2 separate regions of the Anas platyrhynchos genome follow, and region 2 is linked to region 1. The links are chromatin contacts, called in public Hi-C maps. All regions are on one chromosome and are shown on one strand. The core of a region is the stretch at or near the end of the contact, and the rest is flanking DNA. Distances in the headings are between cores, read along the strand shown.

What was found. Hi-C and Micro-C count contacts between places; a contact is called where the count stands out from the background.
Region 2: a contact with region 1 is called in a Hi-C map of subcutaneous adipose tissue, with 1.7 times the contacts expected there. The contact joins the enhancer-like site here to the promoter of COMMD9 in region 1. A contact is called at or near these places in 2 of 8 Hi-C or Micro-C datasets (liver and subcutaneous adipose tissue).

The regions. Positions count from the first base shown.
Region 1 is chr5:49,760,942-49,766,570 of IASCAAS_PekinDuck_T2T, reverse strand. COMMD9 (COMM domain containing 9) reads left to right here and starts at 2,494. Exons shown (of 6, transcript XM_027458516.3): 1 at 2,494-2,644; 2 at 2,743-2,868; 3 at 2,982-3,121; 4 at 3,302-3,336. The coding sequence starts at 2,594. PRR5L (proline rich 5 like) reads right to left here and starts at 2,541. Exons shown (of 20, transcript XM_038179131.2): 1 at 1,921-2,541.
Region 2 is chr5:49,826,333-49,832,004 of IASCAAS_PekinDuck_T2T, reverse strand. It overlaps PRR5L (proline rich 5 like), which reads right to left. Exons shown (of 20, transcript XM_038179131.2): 20 at 258-3,107. The coding sequence ends at 2,725. Among named protein-coding and RNA genes, the nearest start is that of TRAF6, 25 kb to the left of the region's middle. Within about 2 kb of position 3,929, at least 2 of the 8 cell types and tissues checked have an H3K27ac peak or open chromatin away from gene starts, as enhancers often do. A contact at or near this core is called in subcutaneous adipose tissue, where this site is marked.

The sequences.
Region 1 (5,629 bases), core at 1,245-3,744:
CTTGCCTTGCCTATCCTTCTTCACAGCAGTAACAGTTATCTACTCCCTCTGCTCCCCGCCCCCAGCCGCCCTTTGCATCCCTCCACCTCTTTGTCTGACAAAGTTATTCTGTACATTTAAGTCCTTAACTAGGCATCAAAATCAATCTGACTTTTATGGAAGTGTTTTAAAATGATTGCTTTAGAAGAGCCCTGCCAAAACTTGGTGACTGTCTTCCTCAGCAGGGGATGGCATTTCAGAAGCTTTAACAGTTAGAAAAATTCTGCTTACCTCTGGTTGTAGAAAATGCTGGTTTTATGGGTTTGTAAACAAAACAAGCAGGAAGAATTTAAGAGATGAATGATACAATTACAAGATTAAGTGATAGCCTGTATTCAGTTCTCTTGTTTCCCTTGAGGCTTATTTGTCCAGAGCTTGTAACACAGTGCTGCCTTTTTATACCACTTTCATCCAGTTTATGCTTTCACAACCTCTAATTTCACTGCTGATGTTAATAAATGCCCGCATGTGTTAATGCAGGGCTTCACGTGCCACAGAAGTTACGTTACCTTTCTGTCATTTGGGTGACAAAAATGAAGCTACCTGGCTTCATGTGAAAGCTGAAGCAGAATCAGAAAGACATGATTCCAGTTCCCTGGCTCTTAAATCCTGACCTCTAACCACTGCTACAATTTTTTCCTTTGCGATGCAATTGTGTAGATCGCTTACTTTGCAAACCTTTAATTTTGCAAACAAAAACGAGGACCTCCTTCCTTTCACCTTCTGGTCTGTTCTAACGTGTAGCTTGCAGATACTGCCGTATTTGTGTAGGTGGAAATGACAGCTGTGGCACCAGTGGAAGAGGGACCATCATCAAATCTTCCAGGTTCTTCCTCTTGGGAAGGAACAGACAATGTCACAGTTCCTGTAATCTGAACCCGTGTAGCTATTTTTCCTTTTCCGATCAGAGTAAGGAGCTACACAGTTCTACCACCTGGATAAGCAAATGGCATCCACAAGGCTCACTGCCCACTCAGTCCTACCACCTACGTTCAGCAGCACATCTTTTCTGCCAGGAAGGCATCTCCATTCAGAAGACTCCATACGGCCGACCTTCAGCCTTCCACAATGTACTGCCTGCACTGGGCTAACCTGATCGGTAACACAGAGCTAGAGAAAGCAGCACGAGTATACTGCAGCTCTCTGAACTCATCAATCATACTAAGTAATTTGAAGAGGCCACAGATGGTACACTCATACCCCCAGAATTGTTCCCCGAGACTCATTTCCTGTTCCTCACGAAAAATGCTAGAAAATAAAATACTCTCCCTTTGGATTCTACTGCTCTTCATGGTTTCCCAGCTTGAGAAAGTAATAGGAATCCCTTTACTTTGCCAAACCTGTGGAGCCCAATGCAAATGACATCCCATTAGCATTTCTTACCATGCATTATTCTGCCTACAGGAGAACAATGCAAATGAAAATGAAGATGTTTTGACAGAAAAGGTGATGAGAAAGCCCATAGATTACACAGATATTCTGGCACCAGATGTGCTGTGAATTATACAAGACAAAAAAGAGACAATTTCTCTCTCGGAAAGAGGATTTATTTGAATATCTTTTATAAAGTGTAAAATGCACACAGTTTACTAAGGTAATGGTCCATATCATTACAGCAATGCTATGATAAATCTTTTGCCTCCAGTTCCCACTGGCTGAAAACAGCATGTTTACTGCTAAACTCTGCATCCACCAAAGGGATTTGCACTGACAGTAAACAATTGATTACATCCGAGAGGGAAAAGCGGGAGAAGGGAGAATTTAGGGCTTGCTCTCACCCCAGCGATCTCACTGTTGACACAGGTCACGACTGCACTGCCAGGTACCCGAGGCTCTGACCTCAGCCCGGGCCATGCACCACTCACATGGTGCACATCCTACCTTGTGCATGCTGCAGAGCAGACTTTGCCCAAATGCCTGCAGGCTCTTGAAGGACGGAGGCTGGTCCCCTCCACGTGCGCTCTTGCTCCTTGGAGCTGCACGGCAGCAGGCGAGCTCTGGGCCGGCACAACATCATCCTAGCATGGCTGTGCCAGGTAGTTTTCCTCTCAGCGAGGAGCAGACACCGTGCGGGTGGCCTGCAGCCAGAGACCTCTCGGTGCCACCCTTGCCCTTGTGGTGAGGTGGTTTAAGGCACTACATGTGGCTTAAGCTCTGGGTCTGGTTTCGCTCTTCATTGCACTGACAGAAATGACCAAAAAAAAAAAAATAAAAATCACGTCAGGTATTTCAGAAAGGGCACTGCAGTGTGGGTCTGTAAAGTTTGACGCAGGACGCACGCTAATTGGGTGCAAAACGTTATCCTGCACTTCAGCCCCGATAACTGTCACAGCAGCTCGCTTTACGGACTGGGAGCTGAGGCTGAAACACTTCACAGCTTTCAGTTTTGTTTTGTTTTTTTCACTTTTATCCCGCGTTAAAGCCAGGGCCAGGACCAGGACCAGGACCAGAACCAAGACTACACTGCCCGGCGTGCCCGCCCTGCCCCGCCCCAACAAGATGGCGGCGGGGCGGGAGCTGAGGCGCGGCTCCCGCCCCCGCTGAGGGCGCCAAGATGGCGGCGCTGCGTGAGGGGGAGTTCGCCGCCCTGCGGGGCCTGCTGAAGGTGAGCGGGCTGCGGGGCCGCCGCCACGGCGCTGCCGGGGGCCGTTCCCTGCCCGGCGGCGGCGGCGGCTGAGCGCGTCCCGCTTTGCTCCCCGGCAGGCGCCGTCGAAGGAGGCCGTGCGGCAGCTGTGCCAGGACTGCTTCTCCAGCCCGCCCGCCGGGCTCGGCCCGCTGGCGCAGCGCGCCTGCCCCGCCATCGCCGCCAGCCCCGAGGAGGCGGCGCAGGTAGGAGCCGTGGCCCCGGGTGCGAGGTGGAGGCGAGCCGCGGGGGTGGAGGGGGCTGGGGGCTGCTCCTTGTCCGGGCTGGAGCCCCCTTCTCCCGTCTGCCTGTCCTGCAGCTGGTGGCCGCCCTGCACAGCCTCACCAGGCACGTCGTGTACCGCGGCTTGACGAGGGCGGAAGATGTCCTGGCGCTCTTTCCAGAAGACTTCCACCAAAACCTGAAGAATCTCCTAACTAAGATAATCCTGGAGAACGTGTGAGTGTTACCGGCCGCTTTCGGTTGGGAAGTTCAGGTGGGTTCGCCTGGTTTGCTACGTGGGTGCTTGGCAGCGCAGGGTTTTGGTTCTGGCCGTGTTGGGCACGCTGCGGGCTGAATCGCAGCGCCCGCGATGAGCTGAGCCCAGTGCTGATACCATTTTTTCCCTTCTTTTCACAGCTGTGCTTGGAGGAATGAGGCACAAGCAAGTCAGAGTAAGTAGCGTCTCACGTTCTGATAAAATTAACGCTCCTGAGGTCATTTGAGCGAGCTTGGAGTTCAGCACTGTGCATCACAGAGTGTTTCAGTGCGGTGCAGCACAAAGATAGCACCCTTTGCCTTAGATGAAGCTGTATGCTTGGGGCATCATTCAGCTTAGGAGCAGCCAGTAAGTTTGTATTCAGATCTGTGCTAAATTGTTTCCAGTCTGGGAGCGATTTCACTTAATGCTCGATCTGTTGCTACATGGCAGAATGCAGTGTGGACATGGCAAGTATTTGCCGAACTTCTGAATATGAAGCACTCTGACCTCCCAATTCAGGTCTTTAAATGATGTCCATAGCCAACAACTATGAGCTGCAAAGCATATGTTTGTATTGGGGAATGCCTTATCTGTGCACATTCAGTCACTTCTATGCATTCTTTCTCTTCCAGATGTGGCACACTCATAACTTGCTTTTTCCTCACCTTTCTAAAGCGTGATGTAGTTAAGCCGTGCAAATGTTATCAGTAGCATCAGTCAGTGAGTAACCTCCTAGTTAAGTGCTCCACACAGCTATACTCGTTTGTTTTTTCCCTTAAGAGGTTTTCTTTTCAGCCGTAGCACTTAGAAATGAGAGCTGATTCATAACAGGAGTACTCTGAGGTCTGCATAGATCCTCTTGGCCTTTCTCTTAGCCTGCAGAGGAGATGATGTCCAAGAAGTAAACACTATAGCAAGACCCGGAAAACCACTGTCCCTCAAAAATCTTAATAGTATAAATGGTAGAAAATAGGGAGGGGGAGGAAACTATTGCATAATGCTAATACAGTAAATACAGCAGCTGCTTAGTCTAAACATTGTTCTAGCGTTGCCAAGACACGCAGTGCTTTTTCCTGTATCCTTAACACTATCATGCCTTAGAGGAAATGAGAACAAGCATGACATGCCAGCGACACACTAGCTAGGTCTGCACAAAGGAGAAGCAAGGCTGGGTGTATGGCTCCTGGAGCTTTGCTCCGAGATGAAGTGTTTTTGTATTTATTAGATTTAGCCCTGTTGTAATTTATTTTTTTAAGAAATGATGGATTATTTTAATGTTATATTCATGAAATATCCAACACATATTACACAGGGGCCAAGGCAGTGCTTTAAAGAACCGACACTCCAACTGATAGTTCTGTGTTAATCTGAAAATGTGGATGGCTTCCTGTCCCTCCAAGCTGCCAACAATCAATCTTTGCAAATTAACATACAAGACTAAACAGATGCATTTTATGTTGTTGCAAATACTGCCAAGTGCTGGTCCTGATGGACTGTAAACTGGAATTTCTTCCAAACACAAGAGCAAGGCAGCCAATTCTGCAGTGCCCCCTGGAGTTCTGAGGGGAGGAGGAGCCTTTTCCCGATAAAGACAAATTCCTCTGAGCACCAGGAAGCAGAAGGAAAGCTTGGGATCACATGGGATCGGCCCTCAGGGAGGAAACTAGCACCTTATGGCATGCAGAATCCAGGCAGGCTGCAGTTGCCTGTTGGAACAGTTCTTTCTGCAGCATTCAGTACAGGTTTAGTCTTTGCTTCTTCATCCCCCTCTGATACCCTTAAATAGATACCAAACCTGACCACCAGCAGTTATTTGCCAAGGCTTTGCAAAGATGCTCAAACTTAGCAAGCACCACAGCTGAGATTTTAAACTGAGTTTAAGAATAAACGATCATCTGTCGAGAGGCAGGAGACCTTTTCTCCATTAACACCAGCGACAGGACCCGCGGGAACGGGGTTAAGCCGAGGCAGGGGAAATTTAGGCTTGACATAAGGAGGGGGTTCTTCACAGAGAGGGTGGTTGCACACTGGAACAGGCTCCCCAGGGAAGTGGTCACTGCACCGAGCCTGTCTGAATTTAAGAAGAGATTGGACTGTGCACTTAGTCACATGGTCTGAACTTTTGGGTAGACCTGTGCGGTGTCAAGAGTTGGACTTGATGATCCTTAAGGGTCCCTTCCAACTCAGGATATTCTATGATTCTATGATCTCTCTACAGATCTTTTATGGGGTTGGTCCTACGTTTCTTTCAGACTCATTTCAAAAGCCTGAGCCACACAGGAACAATGTTTCCCTGTGTGCCTGGTTCTCATTTGTTCTGACACAGTAGTTAAGCCTACTAGCTGCAAATGCCTGTTTCAAACTGAGAGGGTTTGCCATTGTTCCCATGTCCCTAGTGTAGACTTCCTTCTAGCGAGAAGTTACTGGTTTTCCCAGGAAATTGGATGCTGCACTGTTGAACACAAGAAGCGTAGCTCAGCTTTTAC
Region 2 (5,672 bases), core at 2,680-5,179, 64 kb before region 1:
TCACCCAGGGGCAGGCTCTGCTCTTGGCTTCCAGGGGCTTGGCCTCAGCAGGCTGCGATCATCCTCACCAGAGCGCAGGGCGCCGAGCTGCCCCTCAGTCTTCCCCAGTGGTCCTTTGGTGCCAGCCTTCTGCCACCATCACGGAGCCTTTCCAAAGGCTTCCAGGTGCACCCAGTCTGCTGGTAACAGGTAGGTGCCGGCAAAGGCTTGTGCCTCCCACGTGCCTGTAGAAGCAGTGCTCAGGACCAGACCCTCAGTGTTGTTTATAGAACAAGTTTCGTTTACTTCAATTTACAAAGGAAAGCCACCAGCTTTAATTTTCCCTAAAAATCAAAACAACTGGGGAAGTGCATGATTCAGAGTGGCTCGGTGCAAATTTTTGCGAAACAACAGGTACAAAATCAAAATAACTCAAATTACACATACATGTACAATAAAAGAAATTCAAGTTAAAACCAGGACTGGATTCCTATTAGCCCTAGAGATGATCCAAGAGTATGGCAGGAAATAAATAAATCATTCTTATTTTCATCATAAAAGAGGGCGCTGCTCACTTATCCGAACGGTTTGGGTATTTACAGAAGGGGAAGGAGAGGAGAAGCAAAGAGAAGACAAGCATTTGTAGGAATGAACTGAAATGCTGCGAGGATGCCACTTCCCCACGTGGCCCCCCACAGCTAAGAGACAACATCAAATAAGTTGGCCTGATCAGTCCAGTTCAGAAACAGGAAGTTGCACCTAGAATCCCCCTAAAGGAAAGGCTGGTTACAGCCACGTCTTCCTGCACCCCCAAAATGTGTGCGCTCCTCCTAGGAGGCAGGCAGCTCGGCTGAATCTCTGTCCTTCAGCATGTCGGCACAGCTGGCGGTCAGAGTGCTGCGTTTCCACAGAGGCCAGTAGCGAGGGTGCCGTAGGTGACTGCAGAAAAACGCAGGCCCGGGCAAGTATCTCAAGGCTTGCAAACCACAGGAAGCAAAGCAACACCTTTATTTATCAGTGCGAGCTGATGCTCAGCGACACTTTGCTATTTCAGATGCTTTGTTACAAAATAATCACCTGCTTGTGTTTTGCTGCATGTGCTCCTGAGGCCAGTTCCTGACGGGTCTGAGCTGTCCTTTTGATCTTGAGGTCTCTTTCAACCTAGAAATTCTGTGATTCTGTGATTCAGTGCAGCAGAGGTGCTTAATGCCCACCAGCAGCAGGGCAAACTCTAACTGATGGCATAGCGTGCGAAAAAGAAACATCCTGAAGGCTCTCCACCTAACCTTCTGTTTCCTTGTCAGGATAGATTTATGCGCAGTCAGTAGCACAGGGACTGGTTTCTAGTGGCACTGGTGTTATGTCCATATTTTTTAATGGGATTTGACGTTTAAGGCAGCGTTTCAGTTCACCTCTAAGCCCGTAATTACACTTGCAGATCTGCTTAGCAAGACATCAGCAGAGCATCCTGGGGGACTGCTCGAACAGATCGGGTCTGTTCCCACAGAAGCAGCGTGTGAGCGCCGAGTGGGGCTACACAGCAGGCACTGCGGGCTGCAGCGCCTGGCACACACAGACACTGCCAAGCTGGACCCACTCCTGATCCTCAGAACAAAACCAGAAACAAAGGCTGCAAACAGCCCTCGCTTTACCTTCAGAGACAGGCTGCACTGAGCCAGACACCACTGGAGGTCAGAAGCACTTCACGAATGGCCTACAGAGACGGGCTCCTCTCTGCACCCCGCTGGTTGTCTTCGGTCTCACCAAATCTGCACGTGGCGGGAGCAGCAGCGCAGCCAAGGATGAAATCCTGCACGTCACCTTCTGGGCTGGAACCGGGACGGCCCAGCCTGGAGAGCCTTCAGTTCTCTCCCACACCAGGAGTGCAGACACTGCTGAGCACTGCCTTTCTGAAGGGATCCGTTTAGGTTTTTCCTTTCATTGCAGCCCTACCACTGCCAAAATTTGGAGAGAAAATTAATGCCAAGTGCCAGGATGCTCAGGACTGTATTTTGTCCCTAATTTACACCTCCCTCCTTTGCATCCAATTTACACCAGCACCCCCCAAAGACATTACTGGAACTAAAAATACATTTGAAGTGCTCGTCTGAGATGCCACGTATATTCACTTCTGTTCAGGTACGGGGGGAAAAAATCTGGTTTCTTCAGATTTGGACTTGAAACCCATGCCCATGGGAGGCAAGCAAAGGATCTCCTTCTCTCAAAAGCCGTCTGAGCAGACCTTACTGCAAGACACAAGTTGTTTCACCCCTGAGATCAACTTAAAAAAAAAAATGCAGTCCTCAGCCATTCCCACTCCAGTGCCAGAAGCAGCCAGAGCATTCAGCATGGGGCTTTCTACTGCAGGAGCAAAGAGCAAACAGGTAGCATGAAACCAGGAAAGACAGAGAAAAGCAGAAAGGGGCTAACTTATATCATACCAGGGAAACAGAAGGAAACCTGAGCTCAGGAGGTTTGGGCTAGTACAGAACAAAAGCTTATATAAAGTAGGCTGCAATGCTCAGCTTTGCAGCCCTCAGTGCTCGTTCGGGAGCAGGCTGGTACCTCTGTCAACAACGATCACAGACAGGAAAGAAAAACAAATCGAGCATTCCCAAACAGACATTAGGTCCCACGAGGCCGTTTCAATGACAGGAGCAAACACAAGTTTTCCTCTTTCCCCAGCAGGGACAAGACTGTTTGTCCAGCTTAGTGCACGCAGTCCTCCTCTCCTCAGCCAGACTTCTAGCTGACCGAGGTGCAGTTCAGCTCTGCAGAGTCCTGCCTCCCTGCGGCCATGACCGCCTCAGGCCCGTCAGCAATACTGGGCTCGCTGGAGCACTGCCTGTGGCTGAAGCTAGGCTGCAGGAGGAGGCATTTGTCGCTGCTGTCTGACTCCTCGATCACCATCCCCGTGTGCATCATGGAGGCCATCGCCAGGAGCTGAATATCCGAGTGAGCGTTGGCGACGGTGTGGCGCCGGATGCTGCCGCATTTCTCCAGGTAAGCCTCCCCCTCCTGCTCTGTCAGCGGCGTCAGGGCCATCTCGCTGGGCTGCCGACTCGTCACCAGGTGAGACGAATAGCTCAGCGCGCCAGCCTTGGGACGGGACCTGGAGTAGCGCCGCTCTGGAAGAGAAGAAGGAAGCAGGAACCATCAGCAGGGCTCGGGCAAAGCCTTGTCTGAGCTGCGGGGCTGGCCGCAGGGAACGGAGAGCGCTCAGCTTGCAGCCACGCTGAGTTTGCCATCCTGGTGCCACTGCTCAGATGCTCTGCAGGGCATCCTGCCAGGGAGTTGGGAAGGAGGGCTGCCTCTCCTGCAGTAAGGAAATGCCCCCCACTGCAATTTAAAAAAAAAAAAAAATTGCTGCAGATCCCACTGCATTTTTTTAAAGATCACACAAGGAAAAGAATATTTCATCCACTTCTGAAACACGCCTGCATTTGGGGCTAGACACTGAAAACACCTGACAGTGCACAGCACAACAGCCTGGAGGGGGGACAGACCATTCAGGGGGACAAATGAGTCTCTTGGTTTAAAACTTGAGCCCCAGGCATGGTCCCCAGCCCCGCTTCATGAGCGCTGTTTCAGTTCTGACACTGAAAATTTTAAGAAAAGCTGGCATCTGGGTTTTTGCCTTGGGTCCCCTGGCAGGTTTAATCAGACAGCATCACTTCTCACCTCCTGTCTGCCACCGCCACGCAGCATCGCCGTGTGGTGTTGAACACCCCATGACCTGCCCCCAGGGCAGCTGACAAAGCTATTCCCAGCCTGCGTGTGCATCTCACCAACTTCCTTGAAGCACAGGGTCTCGTTTCCTGAAGTCAGAAGCCTTGCAGACTACGTACAATACTTCCCCCAAGACCGCAAAGCGTAAGAGACAGTAACAAAATTCAAAGCAGAGCACTCATCGCGGAAGGTTATGAAACAGTTTTGGAAGCTTGCATCAGTGAGAAAGGCAGAAAACAAACTTGGGATTGTTACAGGGAGGAATGGCTGAGCAGCCAAAACCCCACCACTGGCAGCAGCCAGGCGATGACAAAGCTTCACCCTGCTGCTCTCAGCCGTGCTCATTAGGATGGTTTGGTTCATGCTGCACTTCAGAGAATGAACAGACGAGGTTTTGAGCACCGGCACTGCCAGACCCAGACCTGCTCAGCTCTGGGGCTGAGAGGCTAAAGGGAGGCCAGTAGCTTCCTAAAGTTGTGTTCATCACAATGCCCCATTCCACAAATGAACATTTCCATTCTGCCTGTCCTGCCTTGCCTTCAGCTGCGCAGAGGTTTCTTGGCTAGCGAGAGAGGCCTGAGGAGATTCAGCTGAACTGAGCCATGCACCAAGCTGCCCATTCTCCGGACTCCATCACTGAAGGTTTTGCAGGCAAAGGCAAAATCTTTGCTCTTCTCTGTTCCTAAACAGCACATTTAAATAGGAAAACATGCTTCATTTAAACAGAGACAACTTGCAGCACTTCCCCAAAAAGCTGGGATACACAGGGAAAAGAAAAATCATGGCCATGGCCTGATGTTCACCTAATAAATAAAAATATTCCCGTGAGAAAAAAAATGCCAGCTTGTGTGTAAACTTTTAGTGCTGCTGAAACAGCCGAGCCCGATAACCTGAGAGATTAAAGTCCACTGAGAGCGAGCACAGAGAAGGAAGCAATAACATTTAATTACTCCTGCCCAGCCTGGCTACCCTGCGGGCACGTACGCTGGAAAATTGGTCCTGACATCCTCTGCTGCTACATCTCTGCTTCTGTGGCAAAATGGTCAACAAGTGTCCCTTGCGCCATCACCTACTGCAGCAGTTTGCACTCTTCCCCCCAAAACCTATAGCAGCACGGGAACAGGCGCGCTGTGCTGCCTGCTGTGTGCAAAATAAAGCAAAGGCCCTGAGCTCCGTGAGGCTGAAGTAACCACCGTAACCCAGATACACCGCAAGGGCAGAGGAGGCACACTGCAGCTGAGCTTGCAAAACCACCCATGAATCAGGGTGAACATGCATCCACGTGTGGTATTTTCTCCCCACAACAGCAAAGGCATTAAGCAATGCCTTTCACCGGTGATTTTTGTGCAACAAAGGTAAAATCCTTTATGATGAGAGCCAGATAAAAATTAAGCTAAGCTCTGAATATACATTTACTGCTTTACTTTCCCCCCTTTAATTGCTTGATAGAGCAATCACAGTTCCCTGTAAAATTTCAAACAGCCTGCAGCTCTTGCACAACCTCCAGCTACGAACCGATGGCCGAGAAGCATCAGAATGTGCGACACCTTCCAGCTTTGTTTTCTGCGAGCCACCTGTCCTTTATCTCTCTCTTATCTCATTACGCAGTGGGGCACTGCCTCACCTCTGTAACGCTATGTATGCATCGTACCAAGTCACCACAAGAGCTGTAAGGCACAGAACTCCATCCAGGTAGACAAAGTCTGAAAGGAAAAGCAGCACAAAGCAGCTGAGCGCTGACATAACGCACTCTGATCTTGTCCTAGGAGCTTTCTCATTCAAAATCGTCCTCAGAGTAGTCCTCTGGAGAGAAAAGCATCTCAGGTTAACGTACCCAAACCTCACTGCCCAGAGCTATGCTCCGGGACTGAAGTTCAGCCACAACCACATCGTGGTGCAGAAGGCAAAGGAGCTGGCAGAAAACTCAAACATTAATTCTCGGGTTCCCGTGGGCTTCTAGAGGA